3 separate regions of the Mus musculus genome follow, and all the other regions are linked to region 1. The links are chromatin contacts, called in public HiCAR-type and HiChIP or PLAC-seq maps. All regions are on one chromosome and are shown on one strand. Each heading gives the region's core, a stretch centred on a gene start, on an enhancer-like site or on the middle of the called end of the contact. The rest is flanking DNA. Distances are from core to core; before and after follow the strand shown.

The links. HiCAR-type assays count read pairs that join an accessible place to other places. HiChIP or PLAC-seq counts read pairs in DNA pulled down with a chosen protein or histone mark.
Region 2: a HiCAR-type map of the HL-1 cell line shows a contact between it and region 1, with 49 times the contacts expected there. The contact joins two enhancer-like sites. A contact is called at or near these places in 2 of 39 promoter capture datasets (cranial neural crest and second pharyngeal arch cranial neural crest) and 2 of 115 datasets of contacts at active chromatin or transcription factors (the HL-1 cell line and embryonic basal ganglia).
Region 3: an H3K27ac HiChIP or PLAC-seq map of embryonic stem cells shows a contact between it and region 1, with 7 times the contacts expected there. The contact joins two enhancer-like sites. A contact is called at or near these places in 2 of 39 promoter capture datasets (cranial neural crest and embryonic stem cells) and 8 of 115 datasets of contacts at active chromatin or transcription factors (the HL-1 cell line and embryonic stem cells).

What each region holds. Positions count from the first base shown.
Region 1 is chr9:49,532,373-49,535,814 of GRCm38.p6, forward strand. All of the region lies in intron 13 of Ncam1 (neural cell adhesion molecule 1), which reads right to left. All of the region lies in intron 2 of Gm11149 (predicted gene 11149), which reads left to right. Among named protein-coding and RNA genes, the nearest start is that of Gm11149, 16 kb to the left of the region's middle. Within about 2 kb of position 1,934, at least 66 of the 459 cell types and tissues checked have an H3K27ac peak or open chromatin away from gene starts, as enhancers often do. A contact at or near this core is called in embryonic stem cells, where this site is marked.
Region 2 is chr9:50,139,436-50,142,877 of GRCm38.p6, forward strand. No RefSeq gene overlaps it. Among named protein-coding and RNA genes, the nearest start is that of 2310003N18Rik, 92 kb to the right of the region's middle. Within about 2 kb of position 1,541, at least 14 of the 459 cell types and tissues checked have an H3K27ac peak or open chromatin away from gene starts, as enhancers often do.
Region 3 is chr9:50,122,542-50,125,983 of GRCm38.p6, forward strand. No RefSeq gene overlaps it. Among named protein-coding and RNA genes, the nearest start is that of 2310003N18Rik, 110 kb to the right of the region's middle. Within about 2 kb of position 1,865, at least 15 of the 459 cell types and tissues checked have an H3K27ac peak or open chromatin away from gene starts, as enhancers often do. A contact at or near this core is called in embryonic stem cells, where this site is marked.

The sequences.
Region 1 (3,442 bases), core at 684-3,183:
ATGCCAATCAAGGTCAATCCCAGAGCCTGTTAAAGGGAAAGAAAAACAACAGCAAATTATTTATTCACAGAAACTGGACCGGTCTCAGCATCCTTGGGGGAAGTGATGGCAGTGAGCCTTAGGTCATCAGGGAAGGGTCCTGAAAGAATAATAGATTGTGTTTAATTAGTGAGAGTCATTCCGTGTTTGTCCTGGTCAAATAGGAGAGGGAGATGACTGAAGGACCCTGGGTAGATTCTGGCCAGAAAGGGACAGCTTGGAGGGTCTAATTCCACTTCCTTATGGCACACTCGTGATGTTCTTAACACCCTATGGGACTCCACAGAGTCAAGGCACACAGAAACGGAGAAGGCCACAGAGGTAAAGGACTAAGCACCTTCTTGGCAACTGAGGCTACGGCTGCATTAATACCAAATAGCAGGAACCAGCCCTGGTCCAGCACACAGAGGGTGGCATTAACCACACACTTGACTACTCATGGATCCAATGCTGCCTTCAGAGTTGCCAAGACTACATGGATAAGACAGGATCTCGAGGTTTACGGTGTAAACCAGGGTTTCAGTTCACCTATGTTCCTTTTGCCATGTGCTTTACCCCACATTACAGTTTGTGACTGAATGACCGACCCTAAGAGTCTTAAGTTTCCTAATTGTAACTTTCACAGGCCTGGGTGTTGGGGGAAGGAAGTTCTAGCTTTTGACAGTTGAGGTTAAGAGAAAAGGGAAAAGATGTAAGGTCAAGACATCTTTTGAAAGCATGCTTCTGTTGAATGAGCGAGAAGCGCTTTAGCTGTGAGTGTCATATCCCTGTCCCACTGTGAGCTGACAGAATGCACGGTCTTATGGTCTATCATGACACAGGTTCTTCCCAAGCAAGCCTGGAAGGGCTTATATGTGACAAGTAGTTTCTCTTGATACGCTTTATGAAAACTTCCTTCACCTATGGTTATAAACAGATTATTACCACACATAGATATACACACACACACACATATACACCACACACACACACACACACACACACACACACATACATATACACTCAGAAACACACATACACACAACTACACCTCTGTAGGAGATATTATTTAATTTCACCCGTGTTGTCTGACTGACTGACGGAGTTCTACATGACCCCAGCTACTCGGCTTCCTTTGCACGGTGGCTCACATCCTCTGCATCTTGATCCTATGGTGACTAATACATTCCTGCTAACTCAGGCTGCTGCCAATCGGGATACCCTATGCTTTATCTCACTGTCCTCTGGGACTTATGATTTGGGTCAGTAGTCAAGTGGTTCAAATAAAACAGACTCCAACCTCCTGCTCAGATTTCACAACTAAGCATCTTATCTGTGGGTAGAAATGTCTGAAGAAATATAAAAACCGAAACACCCGTCAGGGGAGAAATATTTCATTCCTCTTCAGGAGAAGTCTGGAGCCAAGATTGTGTTTCATTGACAGACAAGACCAAAGATGCAAAGCGGTGTCTCAAACAGGACAGGGTTGTGCAAATGGGTCCTGTAGCTTTCTCCTATTTCCTGGGACTTATATAGCAGGAGGGATGGGGGCGGGGGGAGGGGGGAGGGGGGGAGGGCGGAGCCACTGTGGTAGAGGGGAGTAGTTAGAAGAATTCCTCTTTCAAATGCAAATACACCACAAACAAACAAGAAAACCCTCCAACCCGTGCAAATGAGCCCAGCTTATTGTCATGCTTGTTCCTCTCACAAAACCAAACCACAAAGGCATCAGGAACTGAAAGTCATTGCAGCCACACACAGAGGACCACTGAGAAAGCAGCCCCCGTAGCTGTCTACCACAGGAGGAAAACAACAACAACAAAAAAAACCATTCCATGCAGTATACACAACCAGGAAGCACGGTTCTCCCCTCTTTAATTATGTATGGGAGGCCTTAGCCAGGGTGTGGGAGCTGAACTCCGTAGACCCGTCATCACCTGCCTTAGCTGACTGCTGCTTGGTGGGAGGCAGGACCAGCTCTCCCTGGCCTCCAGCCTCAAGTGCTGTAATATACACAGTCACAGTGCAAAGGCTCTTGTTGCCTAGCCGAGGGCCTTAGGCCCCCAGCACCCATGTGGCCTCACATCATTAAGGCCAGCCTGGATGCCTGCAGCTCGGACTCAGCCAGGTTTTCAGGCTAGTCTAGGGGGATGCTCTTGTCCCTTGGATCCTACTGTCTGGAGAGGACGTCTAGCCCTTCCAACCCAGCAGCCTAGGAGGTGGCATTGTTCTATTATTTTTCTAGCACCAAGTGTTCGGGGGACCAGAATGAAGGGGGACAGAGCTACAGGCTCTGTTGTGAGACACGGGCTGCCATGTTGTCAGGGGCACAGGTCCTTCTCCTTTTCTCTGAGCAGCTCTCTCCACTTCCTCTGGTTTCCTCTTGCTCCCAGGCCTTCCTCACTTTATTATATTGCGCTCTCTCTCTCTCTCTCTCTCTCTCTCTCTCTCTCTCTCTCTCTCTCTCTCTCTGTGTGTGTGTGTGTGTGTGTGTGTGTGTGTGTGTGTGTGTGTACGAGCACAATCCCATGAGGCATGAACAGTAAAACTGTGGGAAGGAGTTGCCATACTTTGCTCCCCCCCCATGTTTTCCCAATTCTTTTCTGTTTTAAACACAAATGTCAATATGGAAAGGTCTCCACAAGCACAAACAGCCACCCCTTATTCTTTTGGAGGCGACTCCATTTGCTTTCTTGGCTAAACAGACAGCATGCTTAGAAACCACTCAAGGCTGGGAGCCTCCATGCAGTCACACTGTAGACTGTGCTACTGCGAGCAGAGCAGAGGCGCTGCCCAGAGCAGCCGGCTCTGTACTCACTAGACAGGTCTGTGGTTGGAAGGACAGGAAGAGGCCAGGTTGCTATGGAAACATGAAGGTTGGAAAGGGCACTAAATGGTGAGGGCCAGAAAGGACATAAAACTCACATACCCAAAAGTACAAATTATGCATATCAGTGTGTGTATGTATATATATATATACACACACGTATGTATCAGAGACATATATATATATATATGTGTGTGTGTATATACACACACACATATGTATCAGAGACAGTGCGTCAGTCACTCATTCCTATTGCCCCAATTTATCAATATTAATATAAATATTTTGGAGAGCTTATCAAAGATAATCTTTTTTTTTTTTGCTTACAAAGGACTCATGCAGCAAGAGATAAGATATCCCCAAATACTTTTTTGGTTAAATCCAGTTACTAAATGCTGGACATTATATTTTGTGTACTTTTCATTTCTTTCTTTCTTTCTTTCTTTCTTTCTTTCTTTCTTTCTTTCTTTCTTTCTTTCCTTCCTTCCTTCCTTCCTTCCTTCCTTCCTTCCTTCCTTCCTTCTTTCCTTCTTTCTTTCTTTCTTTCTTTCTTTCTTTCTTTCTTTCTTTCTTTCTTTCTTTCTTTCTTTCTTCTTT
Region 2 (3,442 bases), core at 291-2,790, 610 kb after region 1:
TCTGAGTTTGCATAGCTAAATAGTGGGTAAATGAGGGTTCAAACCAGGTCAGGTCCTTACCCAAGCCTCTCTTCTTTCCACTACACTGCAGTTCGAGTGACCAAATATACCAGTGTGCCTGGCACTAATGTCTTTCTGTTTTCATGGTGTGGAGCCTAAAGTTGTTCACCCTAATCCCTGCATGATATTATTATTCTAGGGGAACTTAATGTGTGGCTTAAGGAAAGGGGTCTCCACATATGCACCATATTACTTCCTATTGAAACGGCTCTAAGTACAGAGCGATGGAACACTAAGAATTGGAGAGGATATGGAGCAGCTGGATCATGTATACACTGTTGATGGGAGGGTCAATGGATGCAACCACTTTGGTACATGGATGAATCTTAAAAATATGAATGTAAAGGTAAAAAGCCAGACACCAACGAGGCTATAACAAGTCTGGCCTTCAGTGGCAGACTTTAGAGAGGAGATCACTCCTGGGAAGGGAACAGGAAGTGTGGGCTGAGAAGTGAGAGGAGTCTTCCAAGGGTGTTAGACGTGTGCTGTGGCTTGATCCTGGGGTTCATTCACACGGGCACGTTCACTAAGCTGCATGCGGAAGGTGGAGTCAACCTTTCCTCCAGCGAGGTTATATTGAAGAGTTAGACAAAGGCAGAGACTAGCAGTCCAAAGACAAAATTTACAAGTGCAAAGAGGGGAGAGTAAAGGACAGTATAGACGGACACTACACTGAGGATGCCACTCAGTCCCGGGGGAACTGAAGACACGCAGTGTGCTTGCAACTTACCTTCCTACTCTGGAAAGTCTATCCACAGAGTCTGCTGGGACCAGGAATTTTCCACCACATCTTACAGGGCCAGAACAAGTAGCTCACAGGCAGAAATGGAAAGGGGGGGGAGGGAGGAAGGGAGGGAAAGAGGGAGGGAGGGAAAGAGGGAGGGAGGGAAAGAAGGAGGGAGGGAGGGAGGGAGGGAGGGAGGGAGGGAGGGAAAGAGGGAGGGAGGGAAAGAAGGAGGGAGGGAGGGAGGGAAAGAAGGAGGGAGGGAGGGAGGGAGGGAGGGAGGGAGGGAGGGAGGGAGGGAAAGAAGGAGGGAGGGAGGGAGGGAGGAAGGAAAGCTGCATTTTAAGAGTAGAAAAGTCACATGCCCTTAAGAAGCAGAAAGATTTTCCTCTCCTGTCTGAACTGAGGGTAAGTGGAGAAAACAGATTTAGGAATTACCCTGGGGGCAGCTTGTAGGAAATTAATAACCAGAAACAAAGTCAAAGCTGTTTATGTCTATCCCATCCCTAGAGAAAGAGTCCTGTTTGGGACATTTGGGTCTCCCTGGGAAAGGTGTGTCCCTGCTGAAGACAGGGACACGTGATCTCAGTGCCACATTTGTGCCTCCTGTGCACTCCTGCCAAGCTTTCCCCTTCTCTCCAGGTGCCCTCAGAGTCTAGCCCAGTGCACAGAGATTTCCTCCTTGGATGTCTGGTCCTGCAGACGAGAAAGGATTGCCAACTCACTCTGCTCTCCCTGAGTCCCACAACAGCCACCTCCAGCAGACAAAGGCTTCCCTCTCCCACAGAGAGCCGGGGAGGTCGGGGCAGGTGGGCGAGACAACCCCCATTCTTCTGGGCCCTCCTGGACCAGATACCTAGGCTCCGTCCTTTCTCTTTTCATTTTGTCTGGATTAGTTTCCCATTGCCTCATAATTCACACTTCCTGTCTAGGCTCCAAAGCCCATAGCCAGAGGATCCCTCCAGTGTGGAATGCCGCTTAATACCTTTAACATGCCTGCTTCTAAGGCTAAGAACAGGAGAAATACATATTTTCATGTTACATCTCTATCCATCTCTATATTTTTTAACATGTCATTGTGCCACTTTGTGCAAGATTGCCATTTTAAGTGGAGGGTTGGCCTCCCTCCAGGACTTGATGCATCGGGGTCAGGTGACCTCTACGGCAGCTGTAATTTTTCTGCTGAGCTTCCATAATTCGATGGGTTAGCCTGGGGAGTTTTCATCACCTCGGTGAGTTGCAGTGAGTAGCTCTTGAAAGGGAGGGGACAGCGTTTAAAGAGCAGGAATTCTTGCCTGCTTTCCTCTTCCTCCTCTCCATTTTCTAGGGAAAGGGGCAATTAAGTCCTTGTCTGGACTGAGGAAAGATTGAAGAATACTATGTACACACTGAACTCCTTAGGTGCCTGTGATATTGTTCACAGAAGCAAAGGCAAACAGAGCCACAGCCTTGATCATTTATAGCTACAGACTATTGGGAGCTGAAGCCCAAGGATGTTTACTGAAGCCAACCATAGATAACCACTTGCCTTTGTCTGGGGAAAAAGAAAAAAAGGAATCACTCCCTTGACATCTGTGTCAAGGTCATGGTCTAGACCTTCCTTGGACCCAGAAGGACTCAATCTGTAGACCCTGCAGCCCATCAGGACTGGACTGCCCAGAGCACGTGACCTCCCAGCCAGCAGCTTAAAAATGTAAAGTTGGAGGTTGGTCTTAAATTCATCTGTGAAGGAGTGTCAAATGAGAGAGACATCCTCCTCATGTCTGTGTGACCTTTGGGACTAGAATACAGAGGCTCTTTTCCCTGCTCCGCCCGCCACCCCAGGAGGACCCACAAATGTCCTCCCCTAGTGCTCTGGGGGTAACTGTACCTTGTGCCCAAGATCCTATGGTAAATCCCCCCTCCCTTCAAGTGCCTATTTAGAACCGGGAAAAGAAACAGAGGGGAAAATTATATAAAATATGTGTATTTTCTGCAATTCCTTTGGGTGATATCCCTAACAAGCCACAGCTGCAAGCAGCTCAGCTGAGCAAATGACGGGAGTGTATAAATATCTAGAACCACCGTGTCGCCAATTCAGTTCTCCTACTGCGGTCCCACATAGCCGCTTTTAACTTCTCCAAGAGATTTCAGAGGGAAAGAAGCCTGGGTTCCTGGCCAGGCCCTAGATACACAGTGAACAAAATCGGCCTGTGGTTTGTATTAGAAAGACTGGCCTGTTGGTGTAAGTGAGCACATGGGTACACACGGGTGCTCATGCATGCATGTGCACATGTAAATGTGCAAGCATGTGATGTGAGCATCTTGGAGGCTGGGAAGAAGGCTGCAGAGATAGGGAAGATGAATACCAACCACTAAAAGTTCTGATTTCCATGCCCCTGATATAGGACATTTGTTTACATGTGAGGGCAGGAGGGGAAATTAAACAATGATTTTCAAATCCCCAAAGAACTCTTAGGCAGCAAATGGTATCCAGCTGTTTTCCACCCCTGCCCTACTTTCCCATCTGCTGCCCGTTTTAGGTGGTGCCTATGGGACAAGAGCACTCACCACCTTTTGGTTGGCAAAGCCCTGGGCATTTTGGCATGTGAACTACACAGACCATCCCCTCAGAGATGGGAGTTGGCACAACCTGACTTTGCAAAGTTGACCATACTC
Region 3 (3,442 bases), core at 615-3,114, 590 kb after region 1:
CATTCTTCACTAATGATACTCTCAAGGAAGCTATCAAGGCCACAAGAGAAACATCTGAGGTTGGAGGAATCTGGATACCTTACAGTGAAAACAAGGCACTCATACATGTTTTCCCCAGAGCCTTCTGCTGGACACTAAGATGACATCAGCACCCACTGCTCTAGGGATAAAAGCTGCAAGGTGCAAATCCAGATCTAGAAAATCAGTGCAAGTTGCCTACTGACAATATTGAAATATTGAAATATTGACCACAGAAGTCACTACAAAGGGACAGGGCTGTTGAATGTGGAATTACCTAAGGTTGGCAAAGGTAACCTTACCTGAGGGTTAAGTGCATGGGTCAGAATCACCTCATTCCTAATTGAAAAGAGGGGTAAAAATTTCCCTCATCCTGGCTGAGGAACTTAATCTGATGGAACAGATAAATACCATGCTGTTGTTATCCAAGCAGAGATCAGGTTCAGAAAGATGGTTGGTGGCATGGATTCTGTTGGAGTTAAGACAGGTGTTGGGCTATAAAGCAGAAATCAGCAACCAATTGATTATTGACCTAGGGTTGGGGCAAGGCTCCAAGATTGAGGTTCTGGGGGGAAACTGGCCCAATGAACAGTGCTGGGGGGGGGGGGGGAGATCCAAGAGCTGATTGCTTTTCTACCCCTGGAGCTCTGATAATTCCTTGCTGAACCTAGGTGGTCTAGCCTGCAGAGTGCAGTGAAGGCCACAGGCTTCTACCAGATCTTCCAAGCTCCACTCAGAGATGGGAAGTTCTAATAAAACACAAATCCTGATTCTCATTGGCTCGAGGACTGCGAAAGCCTGAGTGCACAGGGGACAAGCTATTATTGCTGGCAAAGGACTGTGCTGAGTCAGGCAGGGAAGCTAATAAGAGTCTACACACCAGGAGCCTCCAAATTCCCTCAATTTGGAGCCAGCTTCTTAGAGAGACAAAGTTGAAAGAGAGATACAAATATAGGGCCTGTGGTTTAATGGAGACTTTTTATTTATTTATGAATGCAACTGAATGAGAAGTATTGCAAAATACAAACATCAGATTATCTTCTCTTACATACTTAGTGGATAAAAATATAATGACATGAAATCCATTCTGTCCCAGGAAATTGGAGATAGACGGAGGTAATACCCATAGACCATCAAGAGGGAAAAAAAGCTATCTTGTGGTGTCATTAATTAAGCAGAGCATAAATATTTATTGATCATTACTATGTGCAAAACATTGCAGTAGGGGCTGTGTAAGATTTGAAAAGAATTAAAGGAGGCCTCCTGTGCATAGAGTTTTCTAAGCCAATGGTAGGGGAAGAGAGGGAAAAGGTGAAAAGCAATACTCATTAACCCTGCGGTTTCTGCCTGTGTTACCTGGACACCTTACGTCCACAGAAGGTCATTATGTTTACCTGTGCAGCAGACTGGAAGTGCTGGGAAATAACCCCTCCCCCTAGAAGCAGCCTTCCACCAACCACTCAACCCCGTTGCTACATAAATATCTCAGCCCTTTTGCCCCACAGGTGGGATAATTTTGAGCCATGGGGCTTTGTACCTTTTCCAAGCGTTCCCTCGTGGGATTAAGCTCTGGTCAACTGCTGTGCTGGTGGCTTAATAACTCAGCCTTTCTTCCTCCCCCTTCCCTCCCGTGGACTTCTCAAATAAATGATCTGCCCTTGAATCTCTGGTTCCAGAAGAAGGGTCTGAAGAGAAAGCAGAAAAAGACAAGTGGGGAAAGAAGAAGAAATGCTGCTGCGTCTGAGGACACAAACAAGACAGCCACCAGCTGCGTACTCTGAGACCCATCCCTGCGTCTAAGGCCTTTTCTACTCTGCTGATTGTTTAGCATTACAATGGTGGGGATGGGCAAGGCATCTGTGAGAGATCTGCAGTCAGCCTGACAGGAAGCCAGCTCCCATCCTCCAGCACATCACTCTCAGCTTTGTGGCCACTCAGTCATACTTCTCTTACTGCCCCACACCCCTCTGCTAGGTAGACTGCGCTCCCACTGGCTCACTATATAAAGGTGATGGGTGTGTCTGTTGAGTGGAAGGCATGAACCTAGTGGAGAAGATGCCAACAGGCCAAGGACAGCTCAAGGTTAGCTTTAAACGGAAGGAAGGATACAGCTTTACTGGGGGTTCAGAGGGAGGAGGGAGGGGATGAGTCCAGCAGTCTAATGGGAGGATAGAGATGTATGAATTCAGATTCAATGAAATCATGCTGTTGCATTGTGACTATCCATACTCCAAGAACCTTCCCCTTAGAGGGCAATGCTCCCCTCTGTGGATAGTATTAGTGTGGGTCTCTGCCCTGTCACCCACAGAGTTAGCATATGACTATCCTTGCTTCACCTCGCTGTGTTCCAATTGCAAACCCCCAGAATCTAACATCCAGCCCATGACAGTCAGTCAAACTCAGGCTCCTCGCAGGCTTCTCACGTCACTGAATGTACTTCAAAGGTAAACTCTATTACTGCATAACAAATTATTCCCAAAAGTGTGGCTTAAAATAACAACAAAAATAGTTATGTTGGGTTTGGTTTGGCATTTGGAAGCCCCTTGGCTGTGAGGTTCTGGCTCAGGACTTCTCACAAGGCTGCAGTCATGGTGTAAGACCTGCAGTTACCAGAAGGCATGGCTGGAGATGAGGACCATGCCCACATGATGTACTCACATGATTTGAAGCAAGAGCTTGTATTTTTATCACTATTGGCAGGACATGCCAGTTCCCCTACACACGGACTTTCCACAGGACACATTTTGAGTGGCAGTATTGCCTAATGGCTTGCATTTCCTCAAATCAAATTATATATAAACAGAAATAAGGTAACCCACAGTGTCTTTTAGACCCTGGAAAGTCATACACTATCACTTCCACAATATGCTGTTAGTCACAGGCATCTCCAACTCAATACAGGCAGGAAGCATCAAAGAGTGTAAGAACCAAGGCCAAACACCAGGAAGGATTTTGGAAGCTTGCTATCACGGTCATTCATGGACATTCAACTCCCTAGCACCAATGTCCTACGGTAGTCAGAGGCTGTGGTCATGGAAGCATCAGGGTGGATGCACACTGATACTGATCTCCAGTAACTTGTTGGGTTCTTCTCATTTTCTAAGCCTGCTCCTCCAGTCTCCTGTGAGTTCTTTTGGCTCTCACATCCTTACCAAGGGCAAAGTTAGTTTCTCCTGCTTGAAAACAAGAAGTATATCTAAGATAGATGGTATTGGTCTCTAGGCAGTGGTGGTGAGTTTATATGATAAGAGTTGGGGAGAAGAAAGAGCTGAGTCTTAGAGAGTCAAGTTTATGGAAGAATGGAAGAGGGACATAATTGTAAGTATCCAAGAGAAACTGTTAGAATCACTGGGCAGCCCTGAGAACCAATGGGCTTCACAGAAGACAGTTAAGAGATCTGTGCTCAACATGTTGTCATGGCTTT